Linked DNA regions of Mus musculus: region 2 is linked to region 1. A link is a contact called in public promoter capture Hi-C data. All regions are on one chromosome and are shown on one strand. Each heading gives the region's core, a stretch centred on a gene start, on an enhancer-like site or on the middle of the called end of the contact. The rest is flanking DNA. Distances are from core to core; before and after follow the strand shown. Region 1 holds the start of Htra1 (HtrA serine peptidase 1). Region 2 holds the start of Nkx1-2 (NK1 homeobox 2).

What was found. Promoter capture Hi-C pulls out the DNA fragments that hold promoters and counts their contacts.
Region 2: a promoter capture Hi-C map of liver shows a contact between it and region 1, with 4 times the contacts expected there. The contact joins the promoter of Nkx1-2 here to the promoter of Htra1 in region 1. A contact is called at or near these places in 3 of 39 promoter capture datasets (embryonic stem cells and liver).

Annotation. Positions count from the first base shown.
Region 1 is chr7:130,934,467-130,940,333 of GRCm38.p6, reverse strand. Htra1 (HtrA serine peptidase 1) reads right to left here and starts at 4,131. Exons shown (of 9, transcript NM_019564.3): 1 at 3,591-4,131. The coding sequence starts at 4,062.
Region 2 is chr7:132,595,188-132,600,886 of GRCm38.p6, reverse strand. It overlaps Nkx1-2 (NK1 homeobox 2), which reads left to right and starts at 1,250. Exons shown (of 2, transcript NM_009123.2): 1 at 1,250-1,574; 2 at 3,071-4,648. The coding sequence starts at 1,361. The coding sequence ends at 3,774.

The DNA of each region.
Region 1 (5,867 bases), core at 2,882-5,381:
GTGCCCTCTGCCATCAGAGGCTCCGGGGTGAGGCCAGGAGGGGAAACTTCTGAAAACCTCTAGCTCTCCCTCTCCAGGCCACCTCTGCCCCACATGAGGCTTGGAGACCTCTAGGCTTGTCAGTTTGGATGTCTTGGGTAGGAATGGCTTTCCTGGAATAAGGAATGGGTAGACTAAGTTTCTCCTATCCACAGAGTCTTTTTCCTGGTTTCTTAGATGCAGCACCTCACATGTTGGTTAGTCAAAAGTGTCTCAGGATCCAAAAGGGCCCTTCTTACCCTAGAACAGTTTACCCGTCTGGGAGTCTTGCTGGAAACATCTTTTCTACAACTGCTTATACTCTGGGCTTCTCCTGAGGCAGTAACTAAAGGCAACTTTGTCCTGATTTCTGTGCCTGGTAAAGGAGAGAGTCATCCCTCGTCGTCGTCCCAAAGCCATGGCCATCTGGAGCACTGTTTACTTCAGCTCTTAGCTGCTACTTAGCTGGATCTGGTTTGTAATCTCCGTTGCTCTGTCAACAGCACAGAGCGGTGGCTATGAACAGGTTCACGATCCACACATGAGCTCAAGGTGCTGCTGTGTGATGGTCAGCTGCACCAAGAGAATTACAGCATTGGCACTGTTAGCAGAACCAACGGCCTGGTAAACAGGTGCCCGAAGAAGAAGTACGAATCAGATGGCACCTTTGTTGCTGTTACCCTATATGACTATAACTTTGTTTTTAAACTTGACACAGGGCCTTAATCTGTTGCCGAAACTGGCCTCGAACCCATGGAGCTCTTGCCAGAGTCACAGGCGTGAACCACCACATTCATTTATTTTTTTATTTCTTCTTATGTTCTGGTCAGTAGTAAATAACAGATCCTTGTCCTCTGGTATACTTGTGCATGTCTCAGCCACACTCTGGAGCACTGGTAATTTCTCTCTATTTCCAAACAAGATATGGTCTCTGATTTTTCATTAACCAACTTACAGACAAGAGTTTTACGCAGAGTGATGGCATCTTCTCTCTCCAAACGGCCATCGTGACCCCCTAAAGCAACGCCTTGGACATCGCCTCCCCCCACATTCCCACCCATCTCCTGAGCTTTCTGCCCAGATCCTGCCTCAGGACCTCTCTGGCCTCAGTGTGTTCTCACAGTGGATTCCCTTCATGTCCTCCTCAGGGGTACTTCTCTTCGTCCACCCAGCTTCCACGCCACTCCCACCTGCACTTTGCTCTGAAGCAGGCAGCCAGTTCTCCTTACTCAAGGGTGACATCAAGTACACTAGCTGTCCCTGGACACCAGCTGCTAAAAGCGGGGGCCAGAAAGGGACTGAATGAAAGCAGCTCACTGACTCACAGACTCTGCTCCTGGGACCTTAAGACAGCCTCAGATGGAGAGTCAGGGCGAAGCCAGGCTGAGGGTCGGCTGTGTACGCCAAGTATCTCCTGTCTTTCTATCCATCCTCCCACGTAACTAGCTGTCCCTAAGTACCAGGCACACATGTCAGACGTGATACAGAGCAACAGATATTTACAAAAGGAGGGGAGATGGCTACCACCAGCTCTATGCTTCATCTGTGGCTGTCTCCACACTTAGGGGCCACTGGGGCCCTGCTGGCCAACAAAGGACCTGTCTCCCCAATACAACTCAACCAGCCAAGTATTTGGCCTCTGCTGATGTCTGTAACTCCTGGCCTTGTGCAGCAAGACTACAAAGAGTGACAGCTACCTGGTTTCCCACCAAAATGTGCTTTTTAAAAAAAAAAAAAATGTCACCTGTGCACACTCAGATTCTGGTGAAAGTAGCCCAGATTCCTACCTTCTGCCCTCCCCCTCTAGGCTAGTTCTACGCCAGCCCTCCTCTGAACAGAGCCTATTCAAGAACTACTCAAGGATATCTGCACGTGTGACACACTACTTCCTCCCCAGGGGACTCTGAGCCACCACTGTGGGTCACTTCTGCCCGTGTCTGTCTAACTAACTAACTAACTAACTAACTAACTAACACCAATCTATTCTCCACCTCAAAGTATCCACTCAGGAGCTACATAGTTCTCTACCTCTCCCCAAGGTGAGTTGGCTGGTCCAGCCCCCTGGAAGCCCATTTCCCATAGCCTTGAGGTCTAGCTCTGGCCTGTTCTGAGTTTGCCAGCATTCAGGTTCCAGCTGAGTGACCTTGGACAAGTTATTCATCCCCAGTTCCACCTCATCTAAGACAAAGACGAGGCCAGGAGCTTCCTCCTCCCGGGTCTAGGAGACCAAATAGAGTCACAGGATAACTCACTTGTCACATGGGCTGGGACTTAGTAGGTAGGGACCCCGGGATCAGTCCTCTCTGAAAACAAACAAACAAACAAACAAACAAACAAACAAAAACCCTTTTCTTCTCTCTATGGAGGCTGAGTTTCCTGGGACTGAGGTCCAGTCCTGTGCTCCTGTGGTAAGAATATAAACACCAGCCCACCTCTTCCTACACCACCTGGAGTACTTTCCTGTGCATTCGAGTAAAGTTTTGCCAAATTCAAAGTGGTCATAGGCGACCATATTCCTATAAAGAAAAATCTAGCTCAATCTCTCTTTCCCTCTCCCGTGCTTTCCTGTCCTCCCCACCACATGGGGGGTGGGGGGGCGGAGGGGAGGGAGGTGCTAGGTTTGGGCAGGAGCCCTGTAGCTGAAGCCAAATGTACTGGAGCCCAGCTGGCTGGTCCCCACAGCGCTGTAGTGGCCAGTATGAATTTACTGTTTTTCCACAGGGTATCTCTGGATTTAACCGAAGCTTTTCTCTGGAAGGTCCTGCAGGGAGCTGGGCAGTTCTCCAAGCCCCTTTACCCTGTCGCCACCACCACGTCCAGCTCTTGTGGGTACAGAAAGGTCCCACAAGGAGAGAGAGGGTAGAGGGTGCATTTTTTTCTTCATCCCCAGTGGGCCCCTCCTCTACCTCAAATTTCACGGTCCACTACCTGGTTGAACTCAGGCAAAAGGACCAAAGGACCAAAAAAGGACCAAATCGTGGGCGTTTTTGTAAAGTTGATTTAAATCAATGGAGGAAGAGGGCCGGAGTTACTAAATCGTTTTCTGCTTAGGAGGCGGGGTGAGAAAAATGCTTGCTGAGTTGAGCAGAGATGTTCCCTCTCCCCAAAGTGAAAGTTTTCACGAAGAGGTTCTATAAGAAAAACACTGCTTAGATAGTTCCAAGAAGAGAGGACTCAGCAGAAAGGGAGAAGGAAGGGAAGGCGACAAGAGTTCTTGCGATCCCAAAGCCATGTATCTCAACATTGCCAAGATCCCTGGTATGATACGCGGCTTTCCCCAGCGCGATGCCTAGTCACCCCGGCCAGGGGGTGCTGGACCAAAGCGCGCAAAGCACCTGCTTGGCGTTTCTCGAAACGACCCGATGCTTGGCGCAGAAATAGGGCCGGAGGGAGCCTTTGAAACACAGCTACCCCGAGCCCCATCGTCTCTCTCTCCCACTAACTGGATGCCTAGAACACCCCGCAGTGCTTCTCTGCACCTCCGCATCCCCTCCCGACGGTCCTGACTGGTCGGGCTGAGTTGGCGAGAGTGGGGAGCCACCCAGGAGTGCAGCGCAGGGCGGGGCGGGTACCTTGGCCGCAGGCGCCGCGCTGCAGGACGATGACCGGCGGCTGGCGAAGCTTCTCGGAGCGGCGGCTGGCGGCGCGCAGCTGGCACAGGTTGGTGTAGGTCTTGGCGTCGCTACCACACACCGGCTCGCTGCTGGCACACACGCACAGGCCGGCCTGTGCGCGCCGTCGTACTGTGGCCGAGGCCGGCACCCCGAAGGGCACTACGCATTGCAGCCCCTCGCCGCAGGGACCCTCCTGCAGGCCGCACGCTGCACCCTCGAGCGCGCCGCACACCTCGCAGCAGCCGCACGCGTCGCGGACGCGGCCACCCTCGCAGTCCGTGGGCGGCGGGGCGCAGCGGGTGGGATCGCAGTGCTCGGGACAGACGGTGGCAGCTGGGGCCGAGCGGCCGGTCCCCGACGGCAACGCCAAGGAAGGAGCCGCTAGCAGCAGCAGTAGCAAAGACAGGAGCGTGGTACGCAGGGACTGCATGACGACTCCGACGGCCACGGGCTGGACCACAGCCGAAAAACCGCGCTCGGGACGGTGTGTCGGGGTCTTGGGGACAGCGGGTGCGAGTGTGCGCGGCCGTACGGTTAAGCCCATTGGCCTAGCGGCGGTGACGAAGCGCCAGGGGGACGGGCACCGCTCCCGGGAGGGGGGCCGATCGGGGACTGCCTGCGGGGACGAGGCGGGGCGGGCCGCGACTCCACCCTCCGGCTGGCTCAGTTTCTCATTCTAGGATTCTTTTTCCTCAGAGATTGAAGACCTTAAGACCAAAGTGGCACTTAACAGAGGGAAACCTGCCTAGCACTGCGCAATCGCCTGGAAAGTTCCCAGGTCGTCCAGTGCGGAGGGCGGTCACATCGACCCCGGCCACAGCTGCAATGGACCGGTGCCCAGCTTGGGGGACTGTGGCTGTGAACTTGACGCCGCCGTGGGAAGGCAGCGTCAGCAGGACTGGCAGAAACCCAGTGCCCAGACCTAGTTTCAAGTGAGAGAAGCAAAAAGCATTGGCGAATGACAGTGTAAACCTTCCTAACGCTTCTCTTTTAAAGTTGCTTTCGGTGGAGTGCATGCCATAGCACGCCTCGGGTATCTGGGTTTGGTACTTGGAGGGCCACCGGGAGCATGCCGTGGCCACCGGGCTTTGTACAGTTTGTACTTTTTCACCCTGAGCTGTTAGGGAATGCGTTGTTACCACACAGAAGCGCCCAGCCCGCGCCTGCAGTCCCAGCGCTCGGGCAAATCAAGGTGTCCCAAAACAAGATGTTTTATTTTGAGCTCTCACATGAGGATTTAAGTGACGTTTGGGACCGAGATGAGTCTAAGAATCATCAGGAAGAGCAACTGTCACCCCGGAGGCAGATCTCTGTGCCTGGCCAACACAGAACACATAAATCTTGTATTGGAAGATGAGAGAATTAAAGTATGTGCTGTCCCCACCTGAGTTCCCCATGCACCTCGCCATAACACACCCCAGGGTGGTGGGCAGAGTGCTGCTGACCCTGACTCAAGGAGGAGTCGCTGATAGGGCGCTAATCTACATCCGGGTTGTTCCCTTGTGCAGAATTCCTTAAAACAACTCCCCTCAAAGCAGTCCCCGAGGTAAGCCTCAACTTCGTCCAAGTCCCACACATCAAGGGGTAAGAGAGGGGTAAGAGAGACACACACCCACGCATATGCACATGCACACACACACAGTCTCTGATATGAGAAGTACTTTTGTGTCTGGCTGGAATCCTCAGACTACAGAAACATAGATGTCTACTGGTCCTCCTCTGTCCCCTGTGCTCTCTCCTCTTCCCTTCTGCCAGTAAACTCCCTTTTATACCAGTTCTGTTGCATGGCATAATTTCTCAGAGGCACACCTTGACATGGGTTCACCATGGTACCCCCCTTGCCACATTATATTTCATATTAGTGCTGTGACCCCGGCTCTCCTGGCGCTTGTGTTCCTTCTGGTTCTATGCCATGCATGGGGACCCTAGTTCCACCTGAAACAAATCTGCTTTCTGGCTGCCTGATAGCTCAGCACCTGATCTACCGCTTCCCTGGTAAGCTCTGATCCATCAGCCTTTGCAGATACTCTTCTCTCCGGAATTCTCTTTTATGGAACTCATATCCCGCAAGCAATTCCTCGGGTCACACAAACCTATGGGGAGAGGAGGAGGAGGAGAACTCCTGTTAGAGAGAGGAGCTGAGCAGAGGCAGACAGACTTCAAGCAGAAAGGCTGTTAGGAAGTACAAAGCAGAGAAGGTGTACCAGGGCCAGTTTGTAATAAAATCTGAGTCCA
Region 2 (5,699 bases), core at 1-2,500, 1.7 Mb before region 1:
ATGGGGCAAAGAAGAAAGAAGTGGCGGGGGGGGGGGGGGGTTCCAAGGCGGTTCTGTGCAGAGGGGCTAATGCTTCAGAATTTGTCGCTGAAATGAATGCCTTAAAAAAAAAAAAAGGAATATCACCGTGGGTGTGGCTATGCAGACTTTCCCTCACTGCTAATGCCGGCTGTCCTCCCTGGAGACTTGGGGGGCAGATGGGGCCATTTTAATCGGCTCTCATCTCTGGTCTTAAATTCAAACCACTAGGCATCTTTTAACCTTTTCCTTCTTCACGCTGGGAAAGGAACCCAGAGAGTCAATTTCTGATGTTAATGATAGAATCTGTGACTGAGAAGTCCTGACAGGCAATGAAAATGGTATCCGAGGAGGGATACTCACCTTTAGCCAAGCCACCTAGCCCTAAGCCTTCAGCTCTCTGGGCAGGCGTATTTCCATAGACCCCTTTTGACCAGGCCCTGCTGGTCTTCCGAGTGGAAAGAAAAAACTCCCCTCCAAGAAGGTTCCCCCCCCCCCCCCGCACACACACACATATCCTAAGCCATCAGGATGACCTGAAAAACCTTGGCCCAGTCCAGACTCTTGTCATCTGTAGCGCCACCGCTCATCTTTGAACCTCATTTTCCTTCTGTTTGAAACCACAGACTGTGGTTCCCAGGCCACACCCACCTCACAGGGGGGAATGCCTAGAAAATCAAAAGAGAGTGAGAAAGCCCCAGGGCTTTATAAACTGTAAATGCACAGAGGCTTTAAAATTTTTACGTAAATGTGCCCGAAGCCTTTACTGTGGTTCAGGGATGGGGCTTGAGATGCACCGTGCATCATGGCGAAGCAATCAGGTCTGGCCTCTGTGGCATCGCCAGGTCAAAGGAAGATGGCAAGTGCCCCAAGAGAAATAAGTAAACTTCAGTCAGGTGAATGTGTGTGCAGATGAGGTAGCGGAGATGGAATCCTCCCTCACGCCCTTCACGAGTCTCCGCAGCATGGAAAGATTTTCACACAGCATGCCACGGTGACCCGGCGAACCGGGAGCGCGCATTGGCGCGCGAGGGTCCCTCTAGTCAGCGCTCCCTCCCCCCTCCGGCTGCCCAGGATAGTCTCGTGGAGGCTGCAAGCGCTCACTGCACGTGGAAGGGGTCTGGCCAGCTCAAGTGCCAATCCTCAAGCAGCCCCCCCCCCCGCCCCCTTCCCCGCTTCTCTCCTCCCGCCCCGCCTCCTTGCCCCCCTCTACAGCTTCACTTGGCGGGGAAATTCCAGTTCGCGGCTGGAGAGCTGTGGCCAAACCACTGCAGAAGACAGCGGCTGAGCGCATCCAGCCCCGACCCCAGTACGGCTGGCCTCGGGCCCGCGGGAGGCGGGCATGTTGGCATGGCAGGACGTCGGGGCCAAGGCGGCCCCCTCTCACCACAAGATCTCCTTCTCTGTCTTGGACATCTTGGATCCGCAAAAATTCACGCGAGCTGCCCTCCCGCCGGTGCGTCTCGCTGCCCTGGAAGCCAAGAAAAGTTTAGAAGAGGTGGAAGCAGGGCAAGATGCTTGTTCGGGGAATCCAATCGGGTCACAGGAGACCCCTGGTAAGAATGTGAGGCGGTTTTAAGCCTAAGTGGTGTGTGTGTGTGTGTGTGTGTGTGTGTGTGTGTGTGTGTAGTAGTCAAGGTTTATTGGTAGCCTGGGAACTAGAAAAGGTGATCCCGCGCAGGTGCGAAGCGAGCCATCCCTACTTGGAAGAGGACAGAGGTAGGGACGTGGCTGAGATTGCCAGGACCAGTGTGTGCTTTTTTCCTGAACACCTGCTCAGTGAATGAGCGCCACAACTCTGACTGGCTCACATAAACTACAGCTCAGGCTCACTGATCTAATGGAAGTGTATTGTGCTCTCCACGTGCTAGAACCTGGGCGAGGAGCTTGGGATAAAGGTTATGAAAATACCTTCCAACTATGTAGTGTCATTAACACCACTCCCATTTTATGTATGGGGCAACCGAGGCTCGGGCCTTCCCCGGATTAGGTGCTTTTTTTTCAACCACTCGGAAACATCTTTAGAGCCCATGCTCTTTCCCGGACTCAACAGGGGACGCCCCCACCCCCAATAGCTTTTGGTGTTCTCTTCTAGACCTTTCCCCCTTATCCCTGAAGTTGGTGGACACAAAAGAAAGGGTTCCGGAAAGTTTGTGGCTGGAAGAACTTAAGATAGCAGGATTCATGCTTAGTGGGACATGAGCATGGGATTGATTATCTGGGGAGACGCTGAAGGTCTAGGGATTCAGGTCCCAGGGAGGGCTGTATATAGCACAGCCCCTCCTCCTCCTTCCTAAGTTTGGAGGTGATTGTCTGGGGCCCCCGGAAGCCTCTGGTGGCCTGGCTTGGGTCCCGGCCGCGGGCCTGGATTAATTGTTTGGATGGTCTCTCTGTGGGGCCGCGCTCCCCTCCCCCTAACTCCTTGATCGATATTCTATTACTGGCGCCTGCATATCTCCTGCCCGCAGCTTGCAGGTACTGACTTCAAACCCCCTTTCCCTGTCTGATCCTAATATTGTTCGATTAAAACTTACCTTTAATAGATGACATCTATCGATCAGGCCCCGGACAAATCTGAAACTCTATTAACACTACTGGAGAGAGAAGATGGGAAAGGGGGAATTTCTCTTTTTTGGGGGGATGGGGGTTTAATAACTTCTTTTTTAATTGCTAGGAGTTGCACAGCAACATAGGCTCCTAGGGACTAGAGAGATGCACTAGTAAACGCACTTGACATTCCCTATCATAATGCACAGCCGACTTTGCTCTTCCCGGTTTGATAAAGTCACTATACTTTCTTGAAACGGGGTGTCATCCAACATGTACTTCTTGTGTGCCTACTTACTGGCAGATTTGTAAAGGACACTGTACTCCCGAATCTGCTCTCTAGGGTATGTGGATTCAGAAACCAAGAGGGCAAAGTCGGGAGAGGGGAGGAACTGGGAGTTAGATCAAGGGCAAATCTGAGTGCTCTTGGGAGGACAAGAAGGTTTGGGAGTGCCATTGGGTAGAATTGTTATGGGCTTCTGGTCACCATCCCCTTCTCTTTTAGATGCGGTGGGCCGAGGCATTGACCCCGGGTCTCCGGTGGAGGGCTCCGAGGCAGAGGAGGAGGAGGAAGCTGAGGATGCGGGGCGCGCGCACCAGCCAGAGCGCTGGCAGGGGGTCCATGAGGGCTCACCAGAGGCCCGGGCAGTAGCGGTGGGAACGGAAGAGAGCGGCGCGGAAGGCCTCCCGGCGTCCCCGGGCTCTCCCGGTTCCCCGCGGCCCCGACGCCGGCGAGCCGAGTCCAGCTGCGCCAAGCCAAGGCGCGCGCGCACTGCCTTCACTTACGAGCAGCTGGTGGCCCTAGAGAACAAGTTTCGAGCCACGCGCTATCTGTCGGTGTGCGAACGCCTGAACCTGGCGCTGTCGCTCAGCCTCACGGAGACGCAGGTCAAAATTTGGTTCCAGAACCGCAGGACCAAGTGGAAGAAGCAGAACCCAGGGGCCGACGGCGCCGTGCAGGCGGGAGGCGGTGCGCCTCAGCCTGGGACACCGGGCGCGGTAGCGGGGGGCGGTGGCAGTGCCACTGGGAGTAGTCCTGGCCCTCCGGTTCCTGGCGCTCTGCCCTATCAGACTTTCCCCACCTATCCTGCCACCAACGTCCTCTTCCCTGCCGCCTCCTTCCCGCTGACGACCGCCGCCAACGGGAGTCCCTTCACTCCATTCCTTGGGCCCTCCTACTTGACCCCTTTCTATGCTCCACACCTATGAATCCGGTACTGCTGCTCAGTCAGAATTCACGAGTGATCAGTATGATGACGCGGGTCCCCGCTTCACAGAGGGGCACTGACCGCCCCCTCCTGGTGTGCCCCTTCCCTCCGACTGCTGGTGACGCCACCAGAGGGCGAGGAGAAGTCACCTGCAGACTACAACCACACAAGCCACTGAGGGGTCGAGGCGATGTCCGTCCAGACCAGGCTGTTTTAAACGTTTCCAGCTTCTGGACCTCATTCTTCCCTTTGATTTACTTCGAGGGCTCTGTTCTTTACCGTGTCTGGCTAATAAGGGTTCCCAGGATGGAGACCAGAGGGAGCCAAGATGCCCTGGGCACCAGTTGCTAGCACCAAGGACTGAATCTTTAAAGGTGGCAGGACTTATGAAGAGGAAGAAACTTTTCTTCCTGGCGTTGGAAGTGGCTCAGCACGGAACTCCCAAATCCTGAACAAAGCTGGAGCACGAGGAACCCAAAGCAGATGCAGTTGTTGAGTGGGCTGGTTTCAAGATGCACGACCTTAGTGTGTGTGTGTGTGTGTGTGTGTGTGTGTGTGTAGACTCCATTGTTGAGTGGGCTGGTTTCAAGATGCACGACCTTAGTGTGTGTGTGTGTGTGTGTGTAGACTCCATTTGTGGCCCGAAGTTGTTCAGCGCTGTACCTATATTCACCCAGAGAAGACACGGGGCAACTCTGTTACCTCACAGGTTTTGAGAACAGCTTGGACAGACCACAGCGGTGTCCTAAAATGCACAAAAAGGACAGAAAAGGGAGCGATGACCCAAAGGCTCTCCTGAAGTCTGTGTGTGAGTCTTTGTGATGTACAGTGCTTGGCGCCCATCTGTCCGTTCTGCTACACTTTCACGGACTTCAAACTGACAAGCTGGAGCAAAGCAAGGCCCAGATGCAGACATTGCCGTAAATTTCTGAAAGCACAAGCATAACATATTTAGATAACCTGAGATTCTGACTTGAACACAATTCTTGTTCTATATCAATTTTTGCCCCCTTTCATGATGGGAAGAAGCAAAAGTTGTAAGGGGCGGGGAAAGAAATACTTGCCAAGCGTAAGGCTAACGTTATTGTGGAGGCCAGAACCTTATCAGGAATGGGCACAAGGGTACATATCTTCTAACTGCTGCTTTCTCTGTTAAAACAAAGCAAAAGTACTCTATAAAGTTTCCCCCTCCCCCAGCCCCTGTTTGGTTTGAAGTACTCACCAGTTCCTGTGTCATTTAGTCTTGTAGTCACACACCTCAGAGACCCAGGTGACCCCATCTACCCTAGTTTGTGTTTCATCCTAACTATTTTAGTGGTTTGATGGCAGTCAATGCCTAAATGAATAATATATTTCTTATTATTATTCCTTGGCGACCCGTACCATTAAAAATTAAACATGCCAGGCGATGGAGGTTCATGCCTTTTAATCCCAGCATTTGGGAGGCAGAGGCAGGTGGATCTGGTGAATTTGAGGCCAGCCTGGTCTTCAGAGCTGGTTTTAGGACATCCAGGGCTACACAAAGAAACCCTGTCTCGCAAAACACAAAACAAACAAACAAAATTAAACCTAATTATCAGCAGCTTTAAGTTAAACATACACATTGCCATTGTGAACATTGTAGTCTTGAGACAATTCACTTTCCTATTATGAGGGATGATAGGAAAATAACCCTCCTTCCCTCTCCCTTAAATGAAGCTTTCATGTTCTGGGGCTGTAAGATTTCTGAGTATGAATGACATCATTGTATAACTGATACTTAGAGTCTTTTTCTTCTATTCTGAAGAATAATTTCTCTGAGCACTGTATTGTAACTTCTCAAAGGACAGCTGGTGCCAGATGAGATTAGAAATGAAGTCATTACATAGGGACCATGGTTTTATTCACGGTGTATGACACGGTGTAAACACTCCTTCCGTGACTACT